Linked DNA regions of Mus musculus: regions 2 and 3 are each linked to region 1. The links are chromatin contacts, called in public HiChIP or PLAC-seq maps. All regions are on one chromosome and are shown on one strand. The core of a region is the stretch at or near the end of the contact, and the rest is flanking DNA. Distances in the headings are between cores, read along the strand shown.

Region 1 (5,131 bases), core at 1,968-4,467:
CACACGTCACACACTGACACACCAGCAAGGGCACTGTACATCAAAGCTAAGCATCCTGAAAACTTAATAAGACCAAAGTAGGTCACACATTTGAATGTTGACTAAAAAACATCTGCCAGGCAGTGGTGGCTCACGCCTTTAATCCCAGCACTTGGGAGGCAGAGGCAGGCAGATTTCTTAGTTCAAGGCCAGCCTGGTCTATAGAGTGAGTTCCAGGACAGCCAGGGCTACACAGAGAAACCCTGTCTCAAAAAACAAAAACAAAAACAAACAATCAAACAAACATCTGGAGAGGCAGGGCAGCATGATATTCCAGAGGCAGGGTCCCTGCTTCTAATACTGTGACTAAGGACAGATCACCTCACCCCTGAGGGTTTTTTTTTCCCTTATTTGAAAGATGTAAGAATAGTATGGTCTATCCAATGGGCTTATGAAATTATCCAAGATAAGATATTAACGGTTCTGGGAGATACCCTTTGCATAGTACACATTTATTAAGTTAGCAATTGTTATTGTTAATTGTTAAGGTTGTGAATGTTATAGAAGGATTTTTAGCAGCACAAGCTTCACTTCTTAGGTTTATCTGTTTATCTTTTATATAAGATCTGTGTGTATCAAGGTAAGGGTAGGACTAAAGTACATAATAACTATAAGACTAGGAACTCTGTGAAGACGAGGGATTATTGATTCTGTTGGTCATTGCTGATGTCTTCAGCACCTGGAACACTCCCTGGATGGCAGTGTTATCCTTGAAGACTTGGTGTATCTCTGAATGACTAGGCAGACACTGGCTGTTCTTCTCGGTGTTTTTGTGGTACTCAGCGAGAATTTAATTCCAGCCTTAGAGTGTTTTAAATAATAATTTATATTTAAAATTATAGTATTATATAATACAAGCCAAAATATTGTTTGAAGTTTGGATGTCAGTCTTAAATGGGCTTATTATAGTCTAGACGTGAAATTTGTATCATACCCCCAAACTAGCTCGATTTTTTAAAAAAAGAGGTAATGATGAGAAGATCTTTTTATAATTACCTGTGCTCTGTGGTTTATCTGGGCAGTCAAGAGCTGTTTTGTAGAGAGCTGTAGTGATTTTTATAGCAGCAAGCCTGGGTCTACCCACGCCATTCTTCCTTACAGAGCACCTGGAATCTTAGATTTCCCATGCCCATTCAGACTCCAGCCACAAAGAAATACCAATGCCGTGGTTAACTGACTCATAATAACTGTAACTCAATTCATTTTGTGGACACCAAGAACGATTGGCTATTTTTGTAAAATTCATCACTTGAAAGATAAAGAATTTAGAGCCCAGAAAATGTGCTAAACTCCCCGTCCCCCCTTCAGGATGCTGTACGTCGGGTCAACCGTGTGCACATCCCATATTACATGCTGAATTGAGCGCTGTGATGACAAAACCATAGCGCCTGTCTCTGAGGATTGGAAAGAGATTAGATACAGACAGATCTGCCAGTCAGGCATGGAACATACACTGCAGGTGAGGCACAGACTGCTTTGACAATCCAAAGATGTCAGAGAAAAACAACCTATTTTACAATAAAGTGCCTCCAGAAAGACTTGTAAGTGTGATATTACAGTAGCATTTAATTGCTGTTACTCGAAGCAGAACTGCAGAGAGCAGATGTGAGGCAGGAAAGGAGCAGGTGCTCTTGGACGGCGAAGGGCACAGGGACACATGTGAGCCTTCCTGCTGGGCAGTCAGTCCCAGAGGACAAGCAGAAATGAGTGATGACCTAGAACCTGTGCTGCCAAGCTCAGAGACCAAATCTCACCTTTCAGACGAAATTTTTATTTGTTTGTCTGGGGACATTGTCTCACTATGTAACCCTGGCTTTCCATTCTGAAACTTGCTACATAGACTAGGCTGGCCTTGAACTCGCAGATATCTTTCCGGCTTCTGCCTCTGAGTGTCAGGATCAGAGGCACACACCACTGTGTTCAGCCCTCAAAGGATAGTTTTAGATATAAATAATTGAAATCTCGAATCTCGTTATAACCTATTTAGCTATTTTCAAAGCCTCAAGAGAACAAAACAAGAGATGTCAACAAATTTGCTCTGTGACTACATGTGCCCCATAAGCTGGAAAGAAGGTGGCCTCTTTTTCAGCAGATGTCCATAACCTCATCTTGGGAATTGAGGAACTGCTGCCCTGTGATAGCTGTAGTCTGTGCAGAGGCTGGGTTAGGGGATCTCTGGGTATCTAGCAACAAGTTCTGATGCCTCTCCCTGTCTCCAGTCTGTCTCAGACATTGTGTGACAACTGCAGAGAAAATGTTGGAAGATGAATGGAGTCTCACTGAACCCCTTGAAAAGCTTCCCTAGGTCAGGGAATGTAAGTGGGCGAGAGGCTCTGTCCAACACTGGATCCCTCCTCACTGAACAGCACCTACGTCTGCATTTAAAGTCAATTACGAAAACAAATGCTAGATGCAGGGCCCCCAGGTTCTCCTTCCTATTCCTTTCTCCTATCTTCCATATCTTCCCTTGGGCAGGGACTTGAAATCCAATGTCCATGCTCAGAGCATCTGCAGGTTCAGTGGAGAGCAAGGGGGAGGAGTGCAGGGTTGGGGGGGGGGTGCTGGGGGAGGGGAGAATGGGAGCAAGGGAGAAATTAGTCAGCCTCAGGAAATCTGCTCACCTTGGTAGAGCCAAGACACAGCTCATCAGGTATGATTCATTAAAGCAATAAACAAAGACTCAGCCTGAAGAGCTGGCTGCTGGAAATGGAAGGAAGCAGACAGTGCTATAATTCCACATAAACACTGTTAGCTCCATAACCGATAACCGTAGTAACAACAGTAGCCTTGATGCAGTGCTTTTAATGTGCAGAGGCTTTTGCTTATAGCTCAGTTGTCCTCTCCAGCCCCACAACAATGCATAATCATATATAATGTTCAAGTATACCCTAAAATCACAGAGGTAACGCTAAGACTGGGATCCAGGTCTTCAGGTGAGCCACCCCAGCCTTTCATTTCATTCACACAGGCTGATGGTAGCAAAGAAACATTTCCAACATATGGAAATATGTAACCATGGAAGCCACCTTTGTTTTCCTGTATGGTATTATTTATCTAACCCACACACAGTAGGTAAAAACTCAGACTCTTACCTTCTGCTGTAGTTACCACCAACCAGCTGACCAGTAACCAGGAGACATGGAAAGCTGGAGCCATGGCTTCTGCCCTGAGCACTCACTGCTCTGGGCCCCAGGCTGCTTTAAAGGAGAGTGAGTGAGTTGGCAGCAGCCTGAGTCAGGCAATTTGCATTTGCATAGTGGACCACAACCACCCGGACCTGTGGTGGGAGAGTAAGAAACTCTCAAGGAAATACCAGACAGTCTTCGTCAACCTGAAGCTTCTGGTAATGCCAGGCAAGCGTCACGCACCTCTCCTTCACTCTGGACTGAAGGAAGCCACCTTACCTTCACTACCCTGTCAGTTCCAAACACTCCCCACCTCAGTGCCTTCTCTTCACTTGTAACCATGGCTCTCCAGCTGCAAGGGAAGGTATTTTGGTTTCTTTTCTATTGCTATGACAAAAACACTATGACCTGACCAAGGCAGCTTATAGAACCTTCTAATGCTGCGACCCTTTAATACAGCTCCTCATGTTGTGGTAACTCCCCCTTTCCCCAACCATAACATTATTGCATTGCTACTTCATAACTAATTTTGCCACTATTGTGAATCCTAATGGAAATATCTGATATGCAGGATATCTGATATTCGACCCCCATGAAAGGGTCTTTTATCCCCTAAAGGGGTCATAACCCACGGGGTCGAGAGCCACTTTTATAAAAGAAAGAATTTATTTGGGCTGACAGTTTCAGATGGTGAGCCCATGGCCACCAAGGTGGGGAATCATGGCAGCAGACAGGCAGGCATGGTGCTGGAGCAGTATCTGAGAACTTATATCTTATCCACAGGCCTGAGACAGAGAGAGATCTAATGTGAAGTGGTATGGGTTTTTGAAACGTCAAAGTCTACCCCTATGCCTCCCAATTCTTCCCAAATAGTTCCACCAACTTCAGATCAAGCATTCAAATGCATGAGCCTATTAGAGCCATTTTCATTCAAACTCCCCACAGAAAAGAACTACCTTAGCTCCTCACCACATAGCTTGACTTCCTGGAGCAAATCATGAGGGAAGAGGAGATTTCCTGATCCAGGTGTTTGAAGAAGCTGCTGTTAGATTCTGACCCAAGTGTATGGTTCTTCTCTGCCCTATGTCTGCCCATGAGGGAAGGGCCATGGGTAGAAAAGTGTCTTTCCTTGTGGCCACTATGGTCATTGTTTAAACAAAAATGAAGAAACCTGGAGCATAACTTAATAAGCCTACTTTCTAGACTTTCTTCTAAGTCACCAACTTGCTTGTAAGATGAACATGTGTCTTGGTCACTGTTATAGTGCTGTAAAGAGACACCAAGACTAAGGCAACTCTTACAGAGAAAGCATTAGATGGGGGCTGGCTTACAGTATTAGAGGGTTATTCCATCATCATCATCATGACAGGAAGCCTGTCATAGTGCAGGTAGACACTGGGGCAGTACCTGAGAACCACATACTGATCTGTAAGCAGAGATGTCTGGGCTCCACATGGGATTCTGAAACCTCAAAGCCCACCCCCAGTGACACACTTCCTCCAACAAGGCCACACCTCCTAATCCCTTTAATCCTTTTAAATAGCGCTACTCCCTGGTGACTAACTAGTCACATTCATGAGCATATGGAGGCCATTCTTATTCAAACCACCACAGCCAGACACACCAGTGCTTGGCTGGCCTCCCGAGAGGATTCTTTCAGTTGTGAGAGTAACAGGAAGTGGTCACAAGAATTAAGAGGCTGGTTCTTGTTAGAAAAAAGAAATACCCAAAACTTTCTAATATCATTTTCTTTTCTCACTTGCCATTTGATTATCTGTTCAAGCCAGCATGGTGACACTAGTCAATTATTGCAGGTATTTCAGAGGCTGATGTGGAAGGAAGGCTTGACCTATGAGTTCTAAACTAGCCTAGGCAACATAGTGAGTCAGATGCTGTCTCAAAAAAAATGTATTTTTTATCAGTTTAGAGACATGATCTTTGATGTGGCATTTGTATTAGTTGGCGTT
Region 2 (5,131 bases), core at 1,969-4,468, 950 kb after region 1:
ATTAGTACAATTCATACAGAAAAATATTTAACTTTTTGTTTGAGAGTTGAGAAATGATTATGCTCCTCTACACCTGAGTGTTTAGAATAGCTTTCAAATGCCTTTCTATTCCTAATTTATTATAAAATCACCTGAATTCAAAATAACTTTTGCTATCTTTATACATTTTAATATTTACACCCATTCACTGGATGGATGTATTGAGAGCGCCTTGAAGCCAAGGCTTGGAAGCAGCAGTTTAATGTCTACATTCAGTTTGGAGTGGCCTGGCTGGGACTGCCCCATCAGAGCTGTGAGTCACAGATGAGTATCCGTGTGTACAGACACTGCTGGACCTCCGCAGTTGAAGCAATGCATAAGAAAGAAATCCCAGATGCATATTGGTATCCAGCAGATCATATTCCAGAAATAAAAATCCCTACCAATTTATACGATTACAAGAGATGTTTCCCCTTTGAAAACCTAGCTGCAAAGCACTCATGCAAACATCTAACATGCATACGTCACTGCTTTGCCTGTGGTATGCTGAGGGCAGTGTTCATCCAGGTCTTCTAGCAGGTCAAAACGAAGGGCCATATTCATTGGTCAGCACTCGAAAGTCTTTCATATCATTATACCTGTATTTTCTTGATCACGTTGAAACTTGGACAGCTGTTTTGGAGCTGGAAATTGTTATTGCTTTGAGCTTTTGTTAAACAAATAAACAAAGGCAAAAAATCCAAACAACAAAGTTGAGTCTATGTGACAAGATGAACCTTATGAAACCTCAAAGGAGCAAAAAATTATGTACTTTCCATATAAACCTTTGAGTGAATCCTATGATCTGGGAGGAAGGAAATATTGCAGTCACAACTGATGCATCTATAGTCCAAGGTCACAGCTAGAACTTCCATGTCTGGATGGACTAAGTGACTCTGCCTTGGTTTGACTTGGAAATCCCCCCAGCATGCATTTTGAACACAGTCCCCAGCTTAAGGGGCTCATTTGTTAATTCAAAAGATTTTAGTTAGTAGGTGGGCTCTGGGTGACAAAAGTGGGATGGTCCTTTGGACCAGGCTGCTTCTCTTGTGTTCTCTCAGTAACCCCGAGAAGAGTCATAACCATGTGCTCTGACCACCAACACTGCCATAGGCACACTCACTCCTGTAGCCATGCCCTCTCCTCCAAGATAGGCAGAAGTTTCTCTGAAACCATGGGTCAAAATAAACCTTTGCTCTCTTATGGTGCACTGCCGAGTATTTTGTTCTCCGTACAGCTTGCTCATCCTCAGGCAGGCTACTACAGTTACGTAGCTGGTGTTTCACAAACCTAAGATTTCATTCTGCTAGTTTGGGAATAAAGTCTGAGACAGAGATAAAGTGGCCTCTGATAAAGAATGCTACTAAAAATTCCAGGGCTGATTTTTCACTGCTCTAGTTAGTTAAAATCCCGGCCTCTCCTTTAAAGGCCATACCTAGTATTGAAGGTGATGGAATATTCTGTTTGACACCTAAACTTAGGTATGCAGAAAAACACAACCTAAACCTTTACACACGGCAGAGGGAAATGGAAAAATCTAAGCGATCTTCAGAAAGGGTGCCACTGGGATGCAAAAAAACAAACAAACAAGCAACTATCATTTCTGGCAAAGTTCTATATATTGCCTTAGCCCTGCAAAGGCAAAACACTGGAGAATGGATGCTTGCCGAGCTCTAAGAAGCATCTGATAGCTAGCATGCTTACTTACCTACCACTCAGGAAATTGGGACTGGTACTGCCCTGCAGAAGGGGCTGTCTGTCCAGCACACAGTTCCTGATTCTGGTGCTTGTGGTAGCTATGGTATTTGCATAATTTCAGGCTCAAGGCAGGACAACTGATGGCACCACCTCTCCTGTCTCCTATAGACTTCCTTTAGTCTGATGGCACCATCTTTCTATTGAGTGTTTAGGGAACTCTTAACCAACTTCTTGCCACTAAAACAAGCACAGGTTAGGCTAATTTCCTCACATTTGAGCTGTGAGTCAAACCCAGGCTCAAAAGTGTTCCAAATACAAACTCCATTACTAAACCCCACCTTCTAGACCAGTTTGGGCCAATTTACTGCCAAATTTGTTGCACTGAATAAAAATCATTTCTCCATCACTTGATTAAACATTAACAGTTTTCTCAGAGCATAAGAAAAGGGGTAGGTGAGTCGTGAAGAGAGTAGGGACAACTGCACCTCCGTATTAGCTCAAGAAGTCAGCAATGAAGGGCGGAAAATATGTTACGTTTGTTAGTTTACTTAAGAAAATTCTGCTTGCAAGGTCTTCTAGTCATTTATAGCTTGATAAAGGAATGAACAAGCAATATGAGAACAGGAATTTGAATCCACAGTAATAAGAGGCCTTGGAATTGTGTCCTTGTGACTTTTACCAAAATTTGGGTAGATAAGAAAGTTAATGACAATTCCATGGGAGAGAGCCAACCCCTGTCACTATTAATGATACTCTGCTGTGCTTGCAGATAAGAGCCTAGCATAGCTGTCATCTGAGAGACTTCATCCAGCAGCAGATAAAAACAGATGCAGAAACCCACAGCCAAACATCAGATGGAACCTGGGGAGTATTGAGGAAGACTGGGAGATAGGAATAAGTGAGCCCAGGGGTTCAAGGACACCACAAGAAGACCTACCGAGTTAACCAACTTGATCCCATGGGAGCTCATAGAGACTGAACCACCAATCAAAAAGTATGCAGGGGCTGGACCTAGGTCCCTTACACATCTCTAGCAGATATGCTGCTTGGTCTACATGTGGGTCTCCTAACAATTGGAGCTGGGCTGTCTCTGACTCTGTTGCCTGCCATTGGATCTCCTTCCCCTAGCTGGACTGTCTTGCTATGAACAGATGTCCCAAGGTGAAGTGGTATGCAAGGGGAAGGGGGTAACAGGAGGAGGGATTTATGAGGGTGAGACTGGGCAGGGAGGAGGGGCGCTGTGTATAAAGTAAGTTAATGAAAAACAATTGACTAATATTATTAAGGGTAACAGTCGAAAGGAGGAGTTAATAAAGATATTTATATCAGTTGTGGGGCATGGGGGATGGGAGAAGCTGGTGTCAGGCTTTGAACTGGGAGGTGACTTTAGCAGGCTAACTCGCTGAGAAGACACACCCAGCATGTATTGTAGCAGGAAGCAGCTAGGGATGTGGGCAGGGCAGTGTCTGAGTCATCAGCTGGCACCTTGCCAGCTCCCAGGTGAGTGTGGCTTCTCCTAGCAGGTACATTCCTGGGCAACTCTTTGATCTGAGGTTTTTCTCTGCCCTGTGAGGTTTGCAGTGCAACAGGGCCCTCTACAGGCCTCCTGGTAATTAAATTAAGATGAGGAAAGACCATAACACTAATCCAAACAACCAAGTTGGCAGATTTAAAGGCTCCTAGGAACCTTGAATTGGCAGCTTAAGCCCTGGGGGCCGGTAGCTTTGGAGGATGCAAGCATTCCTAACCACAGCTATGCAAGACAGTTTTCTGCCTTCTCTTCACTAGAAAATACCTTGGCTTCTAAATGTGGGCTTGATGTAAAACAAACACATGGAAGCCAAAGGAGATAATGTCTGTGGGTGGGATCCTCCTGATAACTCTCAGAGTGTTTTTTTATTTTTCTTATAGCCATTTAATAGAATTTCATATCCAAAGGACTCCATGGAGTTAAGCAGCCCCAGGACTGCGTGAGAAGCCTTGTACCTAGAGTGACACAGATATTGTTTTTATATCTCAAATTGTTGCCTTAATCAAGTCCATCAAAATTTAATATTTTTCTCTAAGGAACAATTTGGATAAGGGTAGGACTGAAGGTAATGGAGAGGAAGACGGGGTCTACTGAATTCTACTGACAGCTTGGATGCTTTACTTCTTGTCTCTGATCACCAACCTCAGTCAAGGGCACCCATGGAAGTTAACAGTGCCAGGTGACACTTGTCCACAGATCAACGAGGAATATTCTCAAGTGATCCTTTTATCCCTTGAGTCTTGAGGATAAGCCAGGCTTTGTTTCCAGTCTCCAGTCTGTGGACTCTCCTGTTGGCAGGCTCTTCTCTCCTGTTCTGGCCCCACCCTGACACTGGTATGCACATCTTAATCTGAAGATGACAGTAGGGAATTTCTGTGGTTGGTCCATGACAAAGGCTATTATGTCTATTATAAAGAAAAGAACTGGTTTTCATTTGTAGATCACTTGGCCACCTCTCTAGGTTCACCAAGAATATGAATTTTCCATACCCTGTCGGGAGAGATCCCCTAGGCTATGGCAAAGAGAAAGAGCTGAATGTTGTGTGTCCTTGAACAAGTCTGCACAATTAAATGTGTGTCTGTTGGGTTAATTAAAAGCCTTGGAAATGATTATAAATGGCAGTGCTAGGACACTAGTATGCTCCCTTGATTTGTTAAAGAACTTTATATTGATTCAATACCTTTGTGCAAATTTAAAAGTATAGAGATGCCATTCTTTCCAAAAAAAAGATCTACAGCATGATTTGTTGTTTTTAATTTTTAAAATTTTGTTGACGTTGTTGTTGTTGATGTTGTTGTTGTTGATGTTGATGTTGTTTTTGTTTTTTGTCTTTAAGACAGTCTAGATAAGTAACCCAAACTGGCCTTGAAGATTTGAGATTGTCCCTCTGCCTTCTAAATGCTGAGATTACAGACCCACCACTAATCCTGGCATCTCATTAGCCACTCCCTGAGGACAAGCCACATGGTTAGCTGTAGCTACTTGCCTTTGATCTTAACTGCATTTCAATCTACATACATCTATGCTCCTGTATCTGAGGCACAAAAACGAGAATGAAGGGCCACAAGGTGTTGAGATAAGACTGGACTGAGCGAGGCTGTCCAACTCCTTATCATGTAATCGAATTCCTACCCCCGATGAGCTGTTTCTTCGGAAGCAGCAGGTATTCCCTCATTTAGGTTATGGAGCGAAGTGAAATAAAACAACAGAACACATTTTTTTAAAACACGGGTCTTCTCAAGACTGGAACATGGGTCGCTAGTTGCTCAGAGTCTCCCAAGGTCACCGATTGATTTGAATAATTAACAGAACTATCATCCAGAACTTGAAAAGTATGCTCTTCAATGTGCTACTGGATAGATCTGTGCCAAAGGTTTGGACAGA
Region 3 (5,131 bases), core at 1,419-3,918, 670 kb after region 1:
CAAAGTGATGGCATATGCATTCATCTTAGAACAGAAATGAAAAAAAACCAACGTACAGTGTTCTTCCTTTCCCTTCTGTTTTCTGATTTTGATTGGAATTGTTGCTTTTGATAAAATTTTAAGACACACAGAAAAATCACTCGACAAAGCAACATAAAACAGATTTTTGACATTTTTCTGACATCACACATTTCAAAGTGAAAACTACTGTTTAAAGATCACTTGAGAGCCCTTGGTTTGCCAATAAAGAACTTACAGGTGGGACCAGTCACCTGACTCCCTTGGTCAACTGCACCTAATCTTGGAGTGTGCTCACCCAGGGCCCAGACTAAGTTATACAAGCTTCTAAATATTTCTTGGGAAAAATCATTAATCTTTTTGGCAGATGTCTCAGTGAACAACTGTTTGGAAAAAAAGGAAATGATTGTGGATTGTAAGCGAAGCCCACATTTTTTATTTGTGTGTTAAAATGTGATCAGAGGCATCAAGAAAATAGCAATTATGGTAAACCGAGTCAAACAAACTGTTATCTTCATCAAAAGCGCCTTTATATTTTCTCTGTAGTGTTCCTTCCGTACCTCTCCTTGAATGTAGGGGAGGGGTGATGTGTAGTAACAAAGCAATGGCGTTTCTCCCTAATTGCTAAGGATGAGAGAAGCTGTCATGAGTATTCTCTAGCAATTAGGGAATATTTCAGGCCCCAGAACACATCAAGCATTCCCATTCCTAGGAACTCCTACCTTGGGAATCTTCACAGCGGACATATTAAACTATACCTGTTTTACATGCCAGTTATCCTTTCTTGCTATGCAACCCATGAAATATTGTTTTCATCAAGTTGAGACTAGTTAAGAATGTGTCCTCTTATACTAATGAGCTATATTCTGTGCCAGTTGAACTAAAGATGTCAGTTTGGCACACTTATTAGTTTGCTATAGGCACCACAGCAAACACAGCAGCTTAAGTCTCTATTATTTACCTGTTACAATGCTAGAAGCCAAAAATCCAAAGTCAGTTTTAATGAATTAAAATCAAGTGCTTCCAAGGAGATCCTCTTCTTGGCTCTAGAAGCTTCTGGAAGGTGCCAGCTTGGCTATGGCAGCTTCACTCCTGCCTTTGCCTCCTCTCGTCTCTGCAGTGGCCTTCTTTTTGAGTATAAATAAACTGTGAAGCAACCTGAGAGTAGTCATGGGATGGAGACATGTAGTTTCCAAGAAGGCAATTCTATAATTAAATACTGTGTGGGGGAGCTTACATTATCTTAAGTCATTCCACTCAGACAATTGTGGTAGGATAAATGACATTGATTGTGGTTTTGTGATGTATAAAGGAGGCACTTCATTTAGGACATGATAAATCAAGATAAATAGTTACAGATAAATACATAGATGAAAACATTGACAGTCAATAATTTAGTAGACATACGTAAATATGTGATATTTTGTCTTTGCTTAAAAATCATTATTTTCTATATATTTTTCCCTTATTTAATTTTCATTTTATGTACATGGGTATTTTGCATGCTTGTATGTCTATAAATCATATGTGGGCATGGTGCTGTCAGAGGCCAGAAAAGTGTGTTGGACCCTCTGGGACGGGAGTTAGATATGAGACATAAGCTGCCCTTTGGATGCTGGGAATTGAGAAATGCTTTTAGACAGTCACCTCTCTGACCCCTTATAATATTTTACATAGTAATATTTATTAACATTTATTATAGTAAAACTATTCATTAAGTGGGAGAAAGAAATAAGCTTGAGACATTCAATATATTGTATCACCTTATATACTTATCTGGTTTAAGTTTCTTAATCTCTCTGCCCACAGGACAGTTTATTTTTTCTTAGTTTTAATTCATCATTACAATTTGGCTAATATTCTTTTTCTCATAGTATGTGTTTTAATGGCTATGGAACATGTATTCATGTATTGGTTAGAAATTCATTCAAATCCAAATAGAAGTGCTTGTCACAGGAGTGTCACCAGTCAGGATACTGCCTTCTCATTCAATAACAGCGTTGTTACAGTCACTTGGGGATGTCAAAGCAGCTTCTCCTGTCTTTCTGTCCCGCTATTCTTGAATATCAACTTCACTACTGCAAAATAGTTGCCCCAGCTCCTGATATTAATACACTCTTTCTAGAGAGAGGATAAAAGGGTCAATATGAAGGAGAATTCCTAACTAGGTCTGACCCTTAAAAAAACAGTCACATGTCATAGAAGAGTCAAGAGTAAGTTCTTAAGTTCTTAAGCCTCCCTCAGGTGTTTGGCTCCCCTGACCTGGATCCAAGTGGTGTGGGACTCCCTGTTTCTCAGTCTTTATAGAAAAGTTCTAGGATCTCAACCTTCCCAAAGCTGTGACCCTTTAATACAGTTCTTCATGGTGTGCTGAACCCAACCATAACATTGTTCCATTGCTACTTCATAACTTTGATACTGTGACGAATAGTAGTATAATTATCCAAGCTGAAGGATATCTGATTATGTGACCCCTGTGGAAGAGTCATTCAACCCCCATGAGGGTCATGACTCACAGGTTAAGATTAGGAGAAAGACATTGTAAATAGACTTGGATAGAAGAAACAAAATAATTGCGTTCTTCTGTTTCCTTGACAGTCCTTCCACACCGCTGAGCATGCTGGGAAGAGCACACCACAATCTCACTGACTCATTTCCTCCTCTTAAAGTTTAAGACCTCTGCTGCCTTCTTTACTGAGTCTGAATGGAACTCATGTTCTAGGCGCAGCATAAAAGGAGAAAAGAGCTTTCACACAAAATATGGGAGAAGAGCAACCCCAAAGGAGCCCCTAGTCTATAGAAAATATCAAATGTTGCTGGTTAGGAATTACAGAACCTGCTTAACCTGGAAGGTAGAGTAATTTCCAAGTGGTTAAAGCATGAAACCCATGAGGATTGCAGCTATTGGCTTTCCTACACAAACCCAGGAAAGTGCCCTTCCTGGACACTACACATTATTTCAGCCCCTGGAACCAGTTTCAAGACTGATATTGCTTTGTGAGTAATCACAGGTTATTGTCAGCCAAGCCTAGGCTTTTTCCAGCATCACAGCTATTTCAAAACTTAGAATTCTCAACTGCTTTCTCTGGTTAATTTTGTATATGGAATGCCTATGTGTGGCAAAGCTCTATGATCGGCGCATCTTGATCATAGATGTGGGGTGTCCTGCCCAGGGAAAAGTGCTGCCTATCTGGCTTGTCATGGGAAAGCTCGCTGACCCTTGTCCCGAATGACTCATAAGGTTGACTGCCACTCCTGCCCTGTTTGTGGTGTGACTTCCCATGGTGGATCTCTGAGCTCTGCAGCATGTTTGCTGCTCTGGAGATGTTAACGGTAGAATCGTGGGAAGCGCGTTGCTGAGGTGCGCACTGATTCCCAAGCGTTCATACCTCTCAGATGAGCCTGTGCTATGTACACCACAAAGGGTCATGCAAGTGCCTGAAGTCACGAAGAAACTTCTTTAGACTTATAAAATGGGAATTTAATATTTGTTCCAAAAGATGGTATAGTTTTCAAGCAAAAACAATGTGGGTTTTAAATTATCATTGACTGATCATTGAACTTTTCAAAATATCTGTCTTCCTGTATAGAAAACATAGGATAGTAATATACCTGGGGATAGCATGAGCATTCCTTGTATTATACCAAAAACATAGAAAATGTTAAGTGTTTCCAGTAGAAGCACTCACAGAGTTTTACCTGTACTCAGGTTCTCTGAGATGCTCCTCACTACCTGTCTTAATACGCAGACCCAACTATGAGGGATCCTTCTAGTGGATGGCAACTATATTCTCAAAATCTAGACTTGTATCTTGGGAGGGCTGTTGGTAGTGGGTGCATAAGAGGTAAGGGAAACTTATCCAACCATTTGAAGCTTAATTTATGCTCAGAAATGCAAGATATCAAGAAGCACACATAGAATCCACAGGTTAAGTTGTGCTATCTCAGGTCAAACTGATCAGGTTGAGCCATAAACGAGACTATCTATTCAACAGAGACTGATGAATTCCAACACGTATCAATAGTCACCCGGTTTACTCAGATCCATGAGCAGAAATCATGTGCCCACCGGTGCCAGCTAGTCAGATGCTCAGCTCTCAGTCCTGGGGCCCATCTTCTAGACTAAATGGAGAAGGAGATGTCTCTGCTGGAGAGATGCTATGTGCAGGTGGAAGGAAAGGACTGTCTACGACAGATGAAGAGGAAGCGCCAGATCTTAGGGTCCTTGTACTGAGTGCCATGTGAATCAAGCATGCTCACGTAAGATCTTTGATTTTTAAAATATTTGTGAAAAAGAGATGCAGCTAGATGAATATACTGAAAGTCTGACTGTGTTTGGTGATGGTGGCTTATGTTTCCTGGGTGCTGGCAGGTCTGATAGGAGACAGGATGATACCTCAGCAGTGGGCAGGGACTACCACAGCCAATGTAGCTGAGGCCTGGGGCTCCTCATTTGCATGAATTCCCTTTAGGTCTCTCTTCCCAATTTTATGTTTTATATATCTGCATTGTCTACGGTTAAAAGTTCCCAGAACCACAGAAGCTTCTGCCCTTTCCAGCCTGACTGCACCCTAGGAAGTAGTGAGATACAGTTAGCAGTAGGGGGAAGGGCAGATAAAACAGAAGGGAGTGGAAGAAACTGATCCTTGTGGGAGACTCAGAGATGAAGAGGTTAAGATCACAAATGTTAATGTGGGCTGTGGCATGATTCCTGGACTACACTGAGATGAAGTTTACCTTTATAAACAATATGACTGTATGACTTTATTCAGAAGTTTAGGAAACAGGGAGCTATTATGTGTGTGTGGACAGAGCAAGAGACAAGGTCCTTGTGAACAGGAGATGGAGAACAAGCAGTGTCAAGAGTTCAAATGGACTGAGATACAAAGGCTGTCTAGGGAGTGTGTAATATCCCCTGGTCCCTCAATCTTTGGAGACACTGAATTCTTACATTATATAATAGTTTCCTTTCCCTGTGTTTACATTCCAAAGAAGACAGATCTCATGGGAGAGTGCTTGACAGCCAGCTGTGCTCCCTTGGACCTTGGGATCCATCCTTAAATGCAACAAAAGCGATGAGATTAACGTTCATTCATTGGAAATAGAGTCTGAT

Evidence for each region. HiChIP or PLAC-seq counts read pairs in DNA pulled down with a chosen protein or histone mark.
Region 2: a contact with region 1 is called in an HNF4G HiChIP or PLAC-seq map of pancreatic cancer cells. The contact joins the enhancer-like site here to the promoter of Odaph in region 1. A contact is called at or near these places in 3 of 39 promoter capture datasets (embryonic stem cells, hippocampal neurons and liver), 1 of 484 Hi-C or Micro-C datasets (cerebral cortex) and 1 of 115 datasets of contacts at active chromatin or transcription factors (pancreatic cancer cells).
Region 3: a FOXA1 HiChIP or PLAC-seq map of pancreatic cancer cells shows a contact between it and region 1. The contact joins the enhancer-like site here to the promoter of Odaph in region 1. A contact is called at or near these places in 10 of 39 promoter capture datasets (the 3T3-L1 cell line, 3T3-L1-derived adipocytes, cranial neural crest and 5 more), 3 of 484 Hi-C or Micro-C datasets (the N1E-115 cell line, cortical neurons and ventricular fibroblasts), 1 of 115 datasets of contacts at active chromatin or transcription factors (pancreatic cancer cells) and 1 of 9 other capture datasets (embryonic stem cells).

What each region holds. Positions count from the first base shown.
Region 1 is chr5:91,985,559-91,990,689 of GRCm38.p6, reverse strand. Odaph (odontogenesis associated phosphoprotein) reads right to left here and starts at 3,217. Exons shown (of 2, transcript NM_001177577.1): 1 at 3,132-3,217. The coding sequence starts at 3,195.
Region 2 is chr5:91,036,903-91,042,033 of GRCm38.p6, reverse strand. No RefSeq gene overlaps it. Among named protein-coding and RNA genes, the nearest start is that of Epgn, 12 kb to the right of the region's middle. Within about 2 kb of position 3,218, at least 64 of the 459 cell types and tissues checked have an H3K27ac peak or open chromatin away from gene starts, as enhancers often do. A contact at or near this core is called in liver and pancreatic cancer cells, where this site is marked.
Region 3 is chr5:91,318,053-91,323,183 of GRCm38.p6, reverse strand. No RefSeq gene overlaps it. Among named protein-coding and RNA genes, the nearest start is that of Gm19619, 38 kb to the right of the region's middle. Within about 2 kb of position 2,668, at least 21 of the 459 cell types and tissues checked have an H3K27ac peak or open chromatin away from gene starts, as enhancers often do. A contact at or near this core is called in pancreatic cancer cells, where this site is marked.